4 separate regions of the Mus musculus genome follow, and all the other regions are linked to region 4. The links are chromatin contacts, called in public Hi-C and promoter capture Hi-C maps. All regions are on one chromosome and are shown on one strand. The core of a region is the stretch at or near the end of the contact, and the rest is flanking DNA. Distances in the headings are between cores, read along the strand shown. Region 1 has its middle 9.1 kb from the start of Gm51791. Region 2 holds the start of Gstt1 (glutathione S-transferase, theta 1). Region 3 holds the start of Gstt3 (glutathione S-transferase, theta 3). Region 4 holds the start of Ftcd (formiminotransferase cyclodeaminase).

Region 1 (3,421 bases), core at 564-3,063, 870 kb before region 4:
TGCCCATCTCACCCCTTGAGTTCATTTTTAGGCCTCGGCATAACCAAATGGGCAGGACTTGGGTGTGTTTTGCTGGGAGCAGAGGCGCCAGGCCATCTGGTGGACATTAGTCTATGGGCTTCTTGGTCGAGGTAACTTTCACGTCATTTTAGTACAAACAGAAAATACAGTATTCTATTACAAAAGAACTTAGGAAAATGAATGTGGTCAGGACAAAGTTGCACAGAGGTCAAAAACTTTTTAAAAAAACATTTAAAAAAACCACATTGGAAGAAAACAGGAAATTTTCTTAAAAAAAAAAAAGCCATTGGGAGGTATACGACACTTCCATAAACTCTCTTTGGCAAAATAGAAATATCCATATAGCATTTAAATTAATTGTGGTTGAGAAGGACTCACGCCTACATCCAATGAGTGATTTTTAAAACCAGAATAAATTATGCAGGGGTCAAAGAAATGGTGTTTAGCTGAGAAACAGAATGGCAAAATGGTAGGCACCCTGGATCAGGGCAGCGCTGATGGTGTTGGCTGCTCCAACACCATGGTAGAGCGCCTCCCTGTGGGCAAGACAGCCCCCTCACCAACCAATCGGCTGTGTCTGTGTGCACACAACCATTCCAAGCATCTGTTAACTATTACATTCCCTCAGAGGAGGTGGCAGGGAGTGTGGTCCATTGGACTCTCAGCTGAGCTTCCAGCTGGCCTGAGTCTTGTGTACAGTTCTGCCTGAACTGCATGGGGCCTCCAGGAGGAACTGAAGTACATAAGGTTGGAGAAGGTTAACTGGGAGGGAGTGGGGTTTAACAACGGACTTCACCTCTACAGCTGTGGGGAAGTCTTCCATGCTGGGAGAGACTTTCTGGGGGTACAGCCCTTTTGGGGGGTCACCCATGCTCCTGTAAGTAACCCCTTACCCTTGCTTTGTAACCAAGTCCAATAAACTCATGGGCTCCCGAGTTGGACTTTGGTGGGATCAGACTTTGGTTTTCAGTCAGGAAGAGGGCAGGCAAGCTCAGAGCATCTGAATAGAGGGGTTGAGGGGCAGTTGTTTTAGAGAAGGATCATGAGCTAGGCAGAACCTTGAGCTGCAAATCTGTTTTTGACTAGCCGGCTGACTGGGCTCCCTCAGCTGAGGGGTGTTGAAGGCTGGCACGAACTCCAGTTGTCATTGACACCTGCTAACACATTCTCTGGTTGACCTTTAGTGGGTGGGGTGTCTGGCTTCACTTTGGAGACTCAGAGGTTTAATTTCCTTATTTTCTTTCAAGTTTCTCTATTGCTAAAAACAACAACAACAACAACAACCTATACATGCTCATGGAAAAGCAAAACGGCTGATAAAGGTCAGGTTATGGATCCGGAAATACCTCATATACACGTGTGTGGCAGTGTGAAGCTTTGGGAGCCACTGGGTGAACTTAGCTCTTGTGGCTTTGCCAAGTTCAAAGAGAGACACTCTGTCCTGGAAGCTACTGAGGCGCCTCAGGTGCTGAGTCTCTGGAGCACTGTTAAGGCTTGCTGATGTCCCGAGGTCAGGGAGGCTTGTTGTTCTTGAGCCAGCTGTGGGCTGTGTCCAGCGATCAGCCAGCAGACCTTGAGTAGGAGAGCAGTTGACTCCAGAAGGGCTCACAGCATCCTGCTCCGCCCCCTGGTAGCAGGCTTGCAACAGCTGGAAGCCCTAGCCATTAGTGGGCAAAACCAACTAAGCCTCAAGTGCCTGGGTTCTTGCCTCCCTCCCCTGTGCATTGATTCGACTCTGCAGTGAGCATAGTCCTCTGGGCTCCAGCCATGGTGCATTTTTGTGTGTATTTGTTTTAACACCCTCCCCTAACACACCCAGCAAACTGGGATTGCCCTTCTCAGCCTCTGTCCTTAAACAGTGCAGAGTGAGCGCCGCTTCAGTTTTGTGGCCAGAGCGGCTAGAGAAGTGTTATTCCCGGACACTGGGCTTTGGCGTGGTATTTGTTCCAAACACCCTGTCATTACGGCTGCTTTCCCAGCAGCCATTGATGCACGCGGCTCTGGTCAAGCGCTTCTCAGATATACTATGTTTTTTTGTCCATCCTGGGATCGAGACTGGAGTGCCTGTGCCAGACCTGCCACCGTGGTTACAGAACATTCTGTCCTGGGATGTCAAAATACATGGCAAGTGCTCAGAGAGGTTAAGCTCAGACTCAGTCAGATGTGTTCAGCAAAGAGCCCAGAGTTGAGAGTAAACTCCTCCGTACCCCCTCCCGCACTGCAACAGAGTCAGGAGCAGCCATGAGGCAAGACTCTGGGGGTTAGCTGTCCTAGTGGCTGAGCAAAGATGTGGGATAGAATTCTGCTCATATTGCAGAAATTTTTTAAAAATCCCTTTTGGCATATGCTTTACATACTTACTATGGGAAAATAAAATTAATGAGCAAAACGAAAGTGACTCTACCCTACTGCACAAGTAACTGTTCATAGATCTGTGCTCATAAGGGGCCCCAAGCTGGCGCCCTGGACCCTGGGTACAACCTCGCCTCATGGATGGCACTTCCCACTGCACACAACTGCTATGCTGTTAGCAGGTTTCTGCTAAGTGTCGGTTTCCTGGAGTCTTTCCCTGAGTTGCACAGAGCACCCTGGCCAGAGCACGTGGCTGTCCTTAAGTAATACTTTGTTGCTGACAACTTAGGTCTTCAGACTTGGGTCATGAAAACAGCATTGCCAATGTATTTTTTGGGGGGAGGTGTGCATCTCGGGTTACAGTCTCAGGGTACTTCCTAAGCTGCGGGAACAAAGGACAAGACCCATGTCCTCCACTCCCCACTGGAATGATGGTCTTTCTAGTTTTTGTTTCTCTGTTTTTGTATTATAATATATTTATTTGCAGTATTGCTGACTTGATTGCTCTCAAAGCTAGTCAAGACATTAACCCTTTGTTTCCCACATCTCTACCCTTTATTTCTCACACCTGCTGCAAATATTCACACACACACACACACGTACACACACATGAACACATACAGTTCCCCACCACTCACGCATACATACATGTTCATGCACACACACACAGTTCCTTACCACACATGCATATACACATACATACATACACTGTTCTCTATCACACATGCACATGTGTGTGTGCACTTGTGCATGCCCCTCTGCTTGTTATTCCATCTTGTTCATTTGTGCCTTTCCTTCCATTGTGACCTGTGTCTTTGTCCCCGGTGCTTATGGTCAGGGTGTCACATCCCTGCATGCTCACACCTCTGTGTTAGCTTTCTTATGCTGTTCTGTAAAAGGCAGGGTTCCTTCCTGGTGGGAGGGGACCCTCATAGCAGGTGGGGGTGCATGCAAATGACTTTCTCAAGTCAGGCTTCAGGGAGAGCAGACATGCTTTGCTGTGTGAAGAATAGCCTAGGTGTGGTTTGTGTGTGCCTGTTAGTACCAC
Region 2 (3,451 bases), core at 162-2,661, 780 kb after region 4:
CTGGGAACACGGCTTGGTGTTCCATCCCTTGTAGAGTTTTCTACTGGGTCACCAGAGCAAGCCTCATTCAACCAAAATAGACTGCCTATCAGGGCTGAGGAAACGGATTTATCAAGCTGTGATTATGACAAAAGAACTTCCAGGAGTCAGCAACCTCCAGACAACTCTGTTGTTTCAGGGGTAGGGTACATAAGGGATCTTATGAGTATAGGTAGAGAGGGCTAATTGGTCAGAGCACAGCACCTAATTATCATATGGGCAGGAAGCAGAGCGGGACTTGTGTGCTGAGTCACATAGCCCTCGCAGAGAGCTCTGCACAGGGTCATCCTCCAAACAAGGTAGGGCATCTGTGCTCAGATACTCCCAACCAAGGCCATAGAAAGAAAGGGAAACCCCACTGAGAAACGGAGTCCTCCATTTTGCACCAAGCTTGGAGAGCTATCCGGGGACATGGAGGACCTTAATAACAGGCTTCTCCAACAGGAATCGTGGCAGACTCCATGAAGAGGCATATGATATCTGGAAAAATCGGCACTCAGTCTTGGGGCCCTCAGTTTCAATATTAAGCTCAGGGACAAAGTTGTCAGAATCATAAGGACAATTTTTTATTTATTATTTATTTATTTTTTGTTTTTTCGAGACAGGGTTTCTCTGTGTAGCCCTGGCTGTTCTGGAGCTCACTTTGTAGACCAGGCTGGCCTCGAACTCAGAAATCTGCTTGCCTCTGCCTCCCAAGTGCTGGGATTAAAGGCGTGGGCCACCACTTCCGGCTGGACTCAACCTTTCATGAAAGGGATCTACACGTTTCTTTCACTATGTGTATAAACAGCAAGGAACTTCCCACCTTACAACCTTATAACCTTCATCAGATATGGAAACTGCGGGAACCTTGGCCTGGGACTAATGGTACATTTCTGTTCAAAAATTACATCTAAGGTACTTCTCTATCACAGTCCAAAGGGAGCTAAAATGTCAGAGGATGGAGAAGCTAATGCTCTCAGGTACAGGAAGGCCAACCTTGTCAAATGACAGAGCTGAGATGCGAGTGACATCAAAGGCCCACAGCATCCTTTGCTTCTTGCTGGTGGTGCTGGTCCATATCTTTGGCTTGTAGGTCCCGGAGGAATACCTTAGTTTTCCCATCTGGGAAGTGGGGACGATTGGGAATTCTAACAACACACTAGATAGGGTGGGTATACCTTTGAAGACATTCTGCTTTCAACTAAACCGGCCACAAGAGGACTAGCAGCCAGGCCCTCTAACACCTCCTCTGCCCACTCAGAGGAGACCAGTTGTGTCCTCTGGCTCATTCCGTGCTAGATTCCAGTTGCAGGGCTCTTGGAACACAAGCTAGCTCCCCCTTTAGAAAGAAGGGCCAGGCTGCGGTATCCGCCCAGTGGGGGCGTGGCCACACTTGGCTTGATAGGGATCCCTACTAGCCAGCCTGGACTTTTTGATAGTCTGGCCAGTTACAGAAGTGGTTCCCGCCGCCTATGCCATGGTTCTGGAGCTGTACCTGGATCTGCTGTCGCAGCCCTGTCGCGCCATTTATATCTTCGCCAAGAAGAACAATATCCCGTTCCAGATGCACACGGTGGAGCTGCGCAAGGGTGGGCAGGGCTACGGCTTTGGGGATCTGAGAAACAGGGGAGGCAAGACGGACTTAGGGGATCTCTCTCTGTACTCTCCCCTTCCCAGGCTTTTTCTGGTTTAGAGACCACAATAGAAAGACACCAGAGAGAACCAGGGTTCAGGACTCCCGCCAACTCTGCTGTTTGTGGAATAGACGCCGGCCAGGACCTGCTGAAACTGAATAGTGTGCAGACCTAGCAACAGAAACGGGCAAGCAGTTTGGACCTAGCTACAGGGACCTCCAGAAGAGTAGTGGGTGTAGGGCATAGCTAGGAGAACAAATGTGGAGATCTGGGCAGTCACTCCTCGGATCGTTTCCCCCAGTGCTGAGATGGGCAGTACTACACAGAGCCATCCCTGCAAGTACCTTGCCTTTGCAACAGGCTCTCTCCGCCAACCTGGTCTATTGGAATTCCTTTTTGTCGTTCCTTTTCTTGACTTTCTGTTTTCCCTTTCTCTCTGCCTCTCTTTGTGCTGCGAAGAGAGAGAGGCTGCTGCATGGGGGTATGCCAGGAACTTGGAGCCTCCTCCCTGCTGGCCGCTGAGAGAGCCCTGCGCTCTGGCAAGACAGGGTTGTAGCAAAATGAAAGTGTTGCATAATGGGCTGTGGCCGTCTCCATACTGTCTCACTGCTTGTCCCGCTCTGTCTGAAACCTCACGTCTCTCTTCACTGTCACCTCTAGGTACAGTGTACTTAACCCCCCACAGGTTCTGCCCTTGCAGAGTATGGTGTAGGCCGGTGGGGGAGGGGGTGGCCCGGTGGGGGTGGGGTGAGGACGGGGGGGGGGGGGAACTGATAAAAAGATGTTCAAGTAGGCTGTTAAAAATAAGCCTGTCGAGGGAGACAGGTTCCACTAGGAAACGAAGGGAGAGTGAGAATCCCCCACTTGATCCGGGGCAATGGGAGCCACTGAGGACTGTGGGGCTGAGCGCAAGGAGGCAAACTTAGAAACTTACCTGGAGTGCATCAACAGGAAGAAAACCAATCCAGACCAGAAAGGGCTGCTAGCGGGCAAGTCCCACAAGGACCTGTCAAGCGTATGATACCTATTTTGTATCAAGGGCAAGGGGCCACCCCCTCTTCTCTCACAGGAGCCCTGCCTGCGCACCCCATTTAGGGAATAGCCCAGTCCCAAGAAGAACCATGAATTTAGTGTTCAGCCTCCTGGGACCTTGGCCCAGGCTATCAGAGACCCCCAGTGTTCTCCTCCCTCATGCTGGACTATCTGCAGGTGAGCACCTCAGCGATGCGTTTGCCCGGGTGAACCCCATGAAGAGGGTACCAGCCATGATGGATGGTGGCTTCACCCTGTGTGAGAGGTAAGCAAGCCTGGGGCTATTGCTAAGTTTTACTGGAAACCAGCCTGTTCTAACCCACTGTGTTATAAACTAGGAAGCTGGCACTGGGAGGAGGGGGAGGGGAGATGGCTCCGTGGTTAAGAGCACTTACTGCTCTTATAGAGGATTTGGATTTGGTCCCAGCAACCTTACGAAGTGGCTCCCAAACACTTATAACTCCAGTTCTAGAGACCCACTGCCCTCTTAGCATCTTGGGCACATGAACTCATGTAGATGCACTAGCAACTTAAAGCAGTGGTCCTCACCCTTCCTAATGCTGCAACTCTTTAATGCAGGTCCTCGTGTTGTGGTGACCCCAACCATAAAATTGTTTTTGTTGCCACTTCCTAACTGTAATCTTTGTTGTTTAGTCAGGGAAGGAGTGAGCCTAGTGAATCTGCTCAATTTCAGGGACTTTCTGGAGCTATTTTGTGTTGTAGAAAAATTTTTTTATTATTATGTTTTTGTGTATGGCGAGTAT
Region 3 (3,443 bases), core at 475-2,974, 790 kb after region 4:
AAAAAAAAAGGAATGAAGGGCTCAGTTGTGTTCTGGGATAGTATTCTAGTTGGGGGTGAGGGAGTGGACTGGAAGGCAGCCAGGAAGGAAGCTGAAAGATTGGATGTTGCTGTAGTTGGGAGTGGGGACGGGGAGAGGTAAACAAAGGTGACTTGTGGAGACCCGTTACACACCAAAGGGAAGAGGTGGGGAAATGAAGGGGCCTCTCCCTTCCAGTTTAGAGAGGTCAGCTTCCACTATGGCAAACAGACACTAAACGAGGGGGATAGGTATTCCTTAGAGAGAACGTCTGGTCGGGAGGTAGGAAGTGGGGGGAACACTCTAGAATGAACTGGGGACCTGGGAGGTGAGAGACTCTCAGGACTCAAAAGGGAGAGACTTTGGATGAAGGGCTCTACAGTGGGGAGGGAAGCTTGTAGTCAGGACAGGACATTAAGTGGAGGGATGGGATTCCCATCCCAGTCAAAAGTTCTGACTCAGAATTCTTGCAGTCTGAAGGAACTGCAGGGACAAAAATGGAGAAGAGCCTGAGAGAAAGGGTGTCCAGTGACAGGCCCAACTTGGGATCCAGCTCAAGGAGAGGCCCCAGGGCCTGACATTATTACTGATGCTATGGTGTGCTTACAGACAGGAGCCTAGCATGACTGCCCTCTGAGAGGCCCGACAAGCAGCTGAAAGTCAGATGCAGACACAAGCACCCAACCAATGGACAGAAGCTTCGGCCCCCCTGTGAATTGGGGAAAAGCTGGAAGAAGCTAAGGAGGAGGGGCAGCCCCATGGGAAGACTGGCAGTCTCAACTGACCTGGACCTCTGAGATCTCTCAGACACTGAGCCACCAACCAGGCAGCATACACTAGCTGGTTCGAGGCCCCTGACACATATACAACAGAGGAATGCCTGGTCTGGCCTCAGTGAGAGACTTGAGGCCCCAGGGAGTGAGGAGGTCTGGTGAGGTGGGGGTGGGGTGGGGACATCCTCTTGGAGAGGAGGGGTAGAGGAGACAGGAGATGGGGGTGGTGGTAGTGACCTGGAGGGGGATGAAGACTGAACTGTAAAAAGGAATTAAAGAATTAAAAAAAAAATGTCTGGAACCAGGAAGACAAAGCCATTCTCAAGTTTCCCAATAATCTGTGGTGCCAAGACACTTTTTTTTTTAAAGAATTATTTGTTTATGTCTATGAATACATTGTCACTCTCTTCAGACACACTGGCAGAGGATGTCAGATCCCATTACAGATGGTTCAGGACCTCTGGAGGAGCAGTCAATGCTCTTAACTGCTGAGCCATCTCTCCAGCCCTTGTAGTAGTAGTAGTTGTTGTTGTTGTAGTTGTTGTTGTTGTTGGTGGTGGTGGTGGTTAGTTGGTTTTCCCCCATCATTTGGAGATTTGGGGAAATGATGATGTCATATAGGACTTAGGTGCCCCTGGCTGCCACTGAAGATTCCTTTTCTTTTTTTTCTTTTTCTTTTTCTTTTTTTTTTTTTTTTTTTGCATTAGGCGGAGAAGTTTTATCCAATCCTAGGCATGTCTTCAATCCTCCCTCCTGCTAGAGGGATTAGCTGGGGTGAAATAAATAAGAATAAGGAGGCCTGATCATTTCCCTCACGGGGTGTGGACCTAGCATTTACATACTTGGCCACTCATTACAACCAACCTGAGTCCTGGGCCCAAGGAACTGGATGGGATTGGTAGTCTCACTTCCTTCTTCCTTTCTGTGTCAAGGATCTCCGAAGCCACTCCTCCCTCAACCTTTTTTGTGAGTGGAGGGAAAGAAAGTGAATTTGAGGGCAGTTAGCACGGCTAATCTGCCCCTAAATTCACCAATAGAGACGCCGGTTGTGTCAGTTTTTCCTTTACTGGGTTCCGTTCCTCATTTGGCTGAAGCACGGAGGTACAGGGGCCAGTTTGGCTCCAAACCAAGACTCGGGCTCATAGTTCAGGTTCATCTGTTTCGGGGGTTAACTTGCAGTCCGGCACTGATTGGCCCAAAGTTCTTGTGGTCATCCAATGGGAAGGAAGATTGGGATCGAGCTCCGATCGAGGCTAAGAGGCACTTGAGGAGCTGGGACCCAGCCGTTCCTGCTCGCCGTTGCGGCTGCTCCGGCTTCTGTCCCCAGAGGCAGTTCACCCGAGGCTAGTTCCCGAGGTCTGCCAGCGGCTACTCCCACAGCCTCCGCCATGGGTCTGGAGCTCTACCTGGACCTGATGTCCCAACCCTGCCGTGCTGTCTACATCTTCGCCAAGAAGAACGGCATCCCCTTCCAGCTGCGTACCATAGAGCTGCTTAAAGGTGGGCTCAGTTGGCAGGCTGGGAAGTGTGCAGCCTTCTGTACGGAGCACCTCCCACCTCTGCAGCGGGTGGGTGACTGGCCAGGCCAGGTGTGCAAAAGCCGCTCCCGTGAGAAAGCAGTTGTATCAGTTATCAGCTGTGAATTTTTAAAGGACCTTTTCCTAGTGAATAACATCAGTCCCAATACCGGATGCAAAGGCGCCCTGGAAGCTACGGCGAGAGGAGGGGAGCTGGGCTTGAAAATCTCACCTTTGGAGATTTAAGAATGGTGATCCTTCTTAAAGACTTTGGAGAGAAAAAAAAAAGTTGAACTAACTCCTTTCCTAAATGAGGGAACCTCGTCTTGCATTTCTGCATGCTGGGCTAGAAAAGGGTTGTTTTGCTTGGGTGGGTGATCTTTCACTCAAGACTCTTGTGTGTTTCCTGTCCACCAGAGCAAGTCCCCTCCAGTGTCCAGGCTTGCGTGCCATTAGTTGTGTGTGTGTGTGTGTGTGTGTGTGTGTGTGTGTGTGTGTGTGTATTTTACTGGGGACCGAACCAGGATATCTATTATATATGCCACCACCGAGCCATGCTCCCAAAGCTCTTTCTACTTGTCATTTTGAGAAAGAGTCGCAGTAAGAACAACAGCATCCTCTTACAACTTCATACCATGCAGGTGCTTAAAGGTGGGCTTTGCTGGCTGGCCCGGAAGTCTGCAGCCTGCTGAACTTATGCAGCCGTTGGCAGTCAGGCGAGGGGTGCAAGTGAGTCCCGGTGTTGCGCTCTCAGTTAGCCCAGTGAAACATTGAACTGGTTGAGTTTCCCAAGAAGCTGAATTACAGGCTTGCCAGACCCGCTTCACCCCCCCTCTCCTCCCCTCCTCCCCCAGATCACACACAAACACACCTGCTTCTAGATGTTAACTCTATAAAAGTTGCCAATCAGCTTGAGGGTTGAGTGAAAGGACAGTGGGAGGGGCCACTCTGCCTTGAGTTGGAAAATCACTGCTCTGATTAGCCTTGGGGGGGACGGGGGGAGTGGGGCAGAAACCCAGCTACTGAAGCAGGTTTCAGTAGAGGCAGAGTTACAACTGGACCGGAGCTTGGAGAGTCGGTGGGGGAGGGGCAAGCAGAGACTCCAGAACTTCTTATTTAGCTGAGTCCTATTTAG
Region 4 (3,193 bases), core at 412-2,911:
TTAGTGAGACCTTGCCAGGCTGAACGTATCAGGCCTTGGAATGCCTCCGCCTCCCGTGGTAGCAGAGCATCCGCTCCACATCCAGAACATTGTGCCTGGCTCCTCTTAACCTTGACAAACCTGTTATCTACTCCTTACTGCGACCTCTGAAAGCTGCTCCCAGAGAACAGACAGAGGTCATGGCCTTTTGCCAGGCTCCGTGTGTCCACTAACCTTTGGCTCTACCCACTCCCCACCCCACCCCCACCCCACCCCCGCCACTGTGTTTGCTTTAGAGGCAGTTGACACATTTGCTTCCCAGCTCTTTGTCCTCTTCTGGCTCCCCCAGGCCTTAGTCTAGTCAAGACCTTGGGATGAGGAGCCCCTGTAGATGATCATAGAACCACTGGATCCAAAAAGAGAGGTAGCCACTCTAGAGGGCAGCTGATCTCCATAGCCTATGTCCTAAGGCTGTCTCCCTGCCTTCCCCCCAACCTGTTCCTGGGAATAGATACCAAGGCCACGCTTGACTTACACCGCATGGCCATGCATGCCCTGGGCCTGCCCCTCAACCAGAACGCCTTGTCACCAGCTCAGCCTGGAAGCTGAACCACAAGAGCCCGGGCTCAGCCTGAGCTGCCTCACCCTTGTGCTTGCTCATGTCGATGAGCTGTGAGGCCGTACGCGCAGCATGGAGGGCCCCCTCTACGACACACTCTGGCTGCCCCACGAAAGTGTAGACAGTGCGGTTGGTGGAGGGTCCGGCATCGACGTCCAACAGCACACAGCCTGGGGTCTGGGAGATGGCTCGAGAGATGGCATCAATCACCTGGAGAGAGAGGCCCGACACCGTGCCTCAGTCCCCACTTGGAAAGGCTGTAAACCCACACCCGCGTGTGATCTCAAGCAGGTAGTTTGGCCAGTTCCCCCAAAGAGCTGACCTTCATTCAGTCCAAGAACCCACATGGCACAACAAGGAAGGCCCCCCATGGGAGTGGCCATGATCACCCCAGGTTGAGGTTGGCCCAAAAAAATAAATAATGGGCCTTTTGCCAACACCCAGATACTCAGAGAAGGTGGACGGAGTCACATCCTTCTGGTGGGGACAGCCAGGGTAGGGACAGTCTGCTAATATGAGAGGTCAAAACTGGGGCCCAGAGCCCAAACCCTATCATGAGGACTGCTCTGTGCCTCAGTTTTTCCATCATGTAAGGGGGTTGATAATAGTGCCTGCCTCTCAAGGCTTCAGGGGTGAGGAAGGAGTTAATATATATGTGGGGGGTGACCTTTCCTGTGACCTCTGCCCTCTGCATCTCTCTATTCAGGGTACTTCGTTTTCAGGTAGGAACACTGCAGTCAAAGGATTCACTAGGCCCCTACCAGGAGCACTCCAAAATCCCCAGGCCCCCTGCCATTCCTCCAGAGTGTTCCAGAGCTGACAGAAATGGTTCCTGAGAGGGATCCAACAGGGCTGTGGCCCTGCCTGTTCTGGGAAGGCAATCTTCTCCCACACCAAACTCACTCCCTTCCTGGGACCAGAGCACCCACACAGCCCTGGAAGGAACCTCACCTCCTGGTTGTTCCCCTCTGAGAAGTTGGGGACACATTCCACCAACTGAGACATGGCCAGCACCTGAGTCCAGAGGTTCCTCTCAAGAGGCTGTAGAGGGACACAGAGTGACAACTCTCTGATGGCCCTGGGGCCTTTATACCTCCCCACAGTTAGTTTCTTATTAACCAGGGACAGTGCGATGGGAGCTGAAGAATGCAGGGGTGCTCTCTGGGATGAGCTTGACAAAAAGCACATGAACAGCGTCAGAGGGGCACAGGCCGAGGACCCCAGGAGGCCTAGAGGGACAAAGTTCAGGCTAGGGCATCAAGCCAACTTGAGCTCAAGGCCCAGCTTGGGCCAGGGTTGCCTCTTGACCATCCAGGTGACCCTGTATTGCCCTCAGAGTGTGGCCTTTCTGGAAGAGGCCCCATGGGACTTCTGGCTTAGTAACTCTTCATGTCGGGCCTGGTCCTCAGGGAGGTGGGGGAGGAGAAGCCATGTGTGAAGCCCAGCATAAAGCCTGGTCCTCCCCAGAAGTCGGCTTAGCTCAGAGAGGCAGGAGAGAGCATGGGGTGGGAGCAAGAATGTGTTTGACCATGGGGATTTATGTATGAGTGTTTGTGTGTACAGTTCATGGGTTAGATGTACATATGGGTGAACTGAGTAGGTGAGTGTGTGTATGTGTACGTGAGTGTATACAAGGGCATATGGGAATATGTAGGGGTTGGTGTGAATACACATGAGGGTGCTAATGTGTATATATGTGGGCCTGAGGTTTTCCACGGAGATCTCTGGCCAGGCCTGGTGCGAGGTTTCCTGCGAAGGGAAGCGAATGCAGGCAGGGAGGGGAAGTCACTTGCCCGCTTCTGCTGCACTGTCGGTCAATCAGCTCCACCTCCGTCTCTGCCATGCTGTAATTCCATGCCGCCCTGCACTAAGTCGGGTCGGGCTGGGCAGACAAGAAGCTGACTAGCCAGTGAGGAGTGTGGCAGGGCCTCAGGTGGCTCTTCAGGAGAACAGATCTCTCGCCAAGTGTTACAGCTCTTAGGACAAAGGCTCGGGTGGCGGAGTAGTTCTCGCACATCTTTATTCCCTGGAACGGACTTATATACAGTTTTGGGGATGATTTGGGGTTTTGACAGCAGGTACTTCTCATTGGCTTGGACTGAGAGTTTGGGGAAACCTTATTTGCATGTGGGAGGGCTTGGTGCAGCTACTACTTGATGGATGCCCATACCTCTCTGCAGGGGGCTGTGGGAGGCTGTAGCTACATGACAGGAGCCAGGTGCCCAGGAGGCATGGCCGAACTCCTGCCATCCCATGCAGGTGGAAATCTCCGCCCTCTGGGGCTCCGGGGTTCCAGACCTATGCTCAACTGGGGACCAGGTTATCTGTGCATAGCCCACCACCCCACACATATATAAGTAGATGTTAGACTATATGCACTGTGGGGCTGATGGCATGTGTATGGATGCTGGCATTTGCAAGTGGATGGATGTTAATGTGTGCATCAACCATAATGTAGGAAAGATGGATGCTGATGTGGACAAACCTATGATGTGTATGCGTCCTTGCTGTTCTGTTGTTATGATAAAAAGCTCTTACCAAAAGCAACCTGGGGAAGGAAAGGGTTTATTTGATCTTATACTTGTAGATCCCAAT

What was found. Promoter capture Hi-C pulls out the DNA fragments that hold promoters and counts their contacts. A called contact is a pair of places that touch in the nucleus more often than the background predicts.
Region 1: a promoter capture Hi-C map of liver shows a contact between it and region 4, with 2.1 times the contacts expected there. The contact joins the enhancer-like site here to the promoter of Ftcd in region 4. A contact is called at or near these places in 8 of 39 promoter capture datasets (the HPC-7 cell line, embryonic stem cells, hematopoietic stem and progenitor cells and 3 more).
Region 2: a contact with region 4 is called in a promoter capture Hi-C map of liver, with 4 times the contacts expected there. The contact joins the promoter of Gstt1 here to the promoter of Ftcd in region 4.
Region 3: a contact with region 4 is called in a Hi-C map of liver, with 4 times the contacts expected there. The contact joins the promoter of Gstt3 here to the promoter of Ftcd in region 4. A contact is called at or near these places in 2 of 39 promoter capture datasets (both in liver) and 1 of 484 Hi-C or Micro-C datasets (liver).

What each region holds. Positions count from the first base shown.
Region 1 is chr10:77,439,698-77,443,118 of GRCm38.p6, reverse strand. No RefSeq gene overlaps it. Among named protein-coding and RNA genes, the nearest start is that of Gm51791, 9.1 kb to the right of the region's middle. Within about 2 kb of position 1,813, at least 43 of the 459 cell types and tissues checked have an H3K27ac peak or open chromatin away from gene starts, as enhancers often do. A contact at or near this core is called in liver, where this site is marked.
Region 2 is chr10:75,796,544-75,799,994 of GRCm38.p6, reverse strand. It overlaps Gstt1 (glutathione S-transferase, theta 1), which reads left to right and starts at 1,411. Exons shown (of 5, transcript NM_008185.3): 1 at 1,411-1,610; 2 at 2,865-2,952. The coding sequence starts at 1,499.
Region 3 is chr10:75,779,695-75,783,137 of GRCm38.p6, reverse strand. Gstt3 (glutathione S-transferase, theta 3) reads left to right here and starts at 1,724. Exons shown (of 5, transcript NM_133994.3): 1 at 1,724-2,291. The coding sequence starts at 2,180.
Region 4 is chr10:76,574,116-76,577,308 of GRCm38.p6, reverse strand. It overlaps Ftcd (formiminotransferase cyclodeaminase), which reads right to left and starts at 1,661. Exons shown (of 14, transcript NM_080845.2): 1 at 1,550-1,661; 2 at 625-808. The coding sequence starts at 1,603.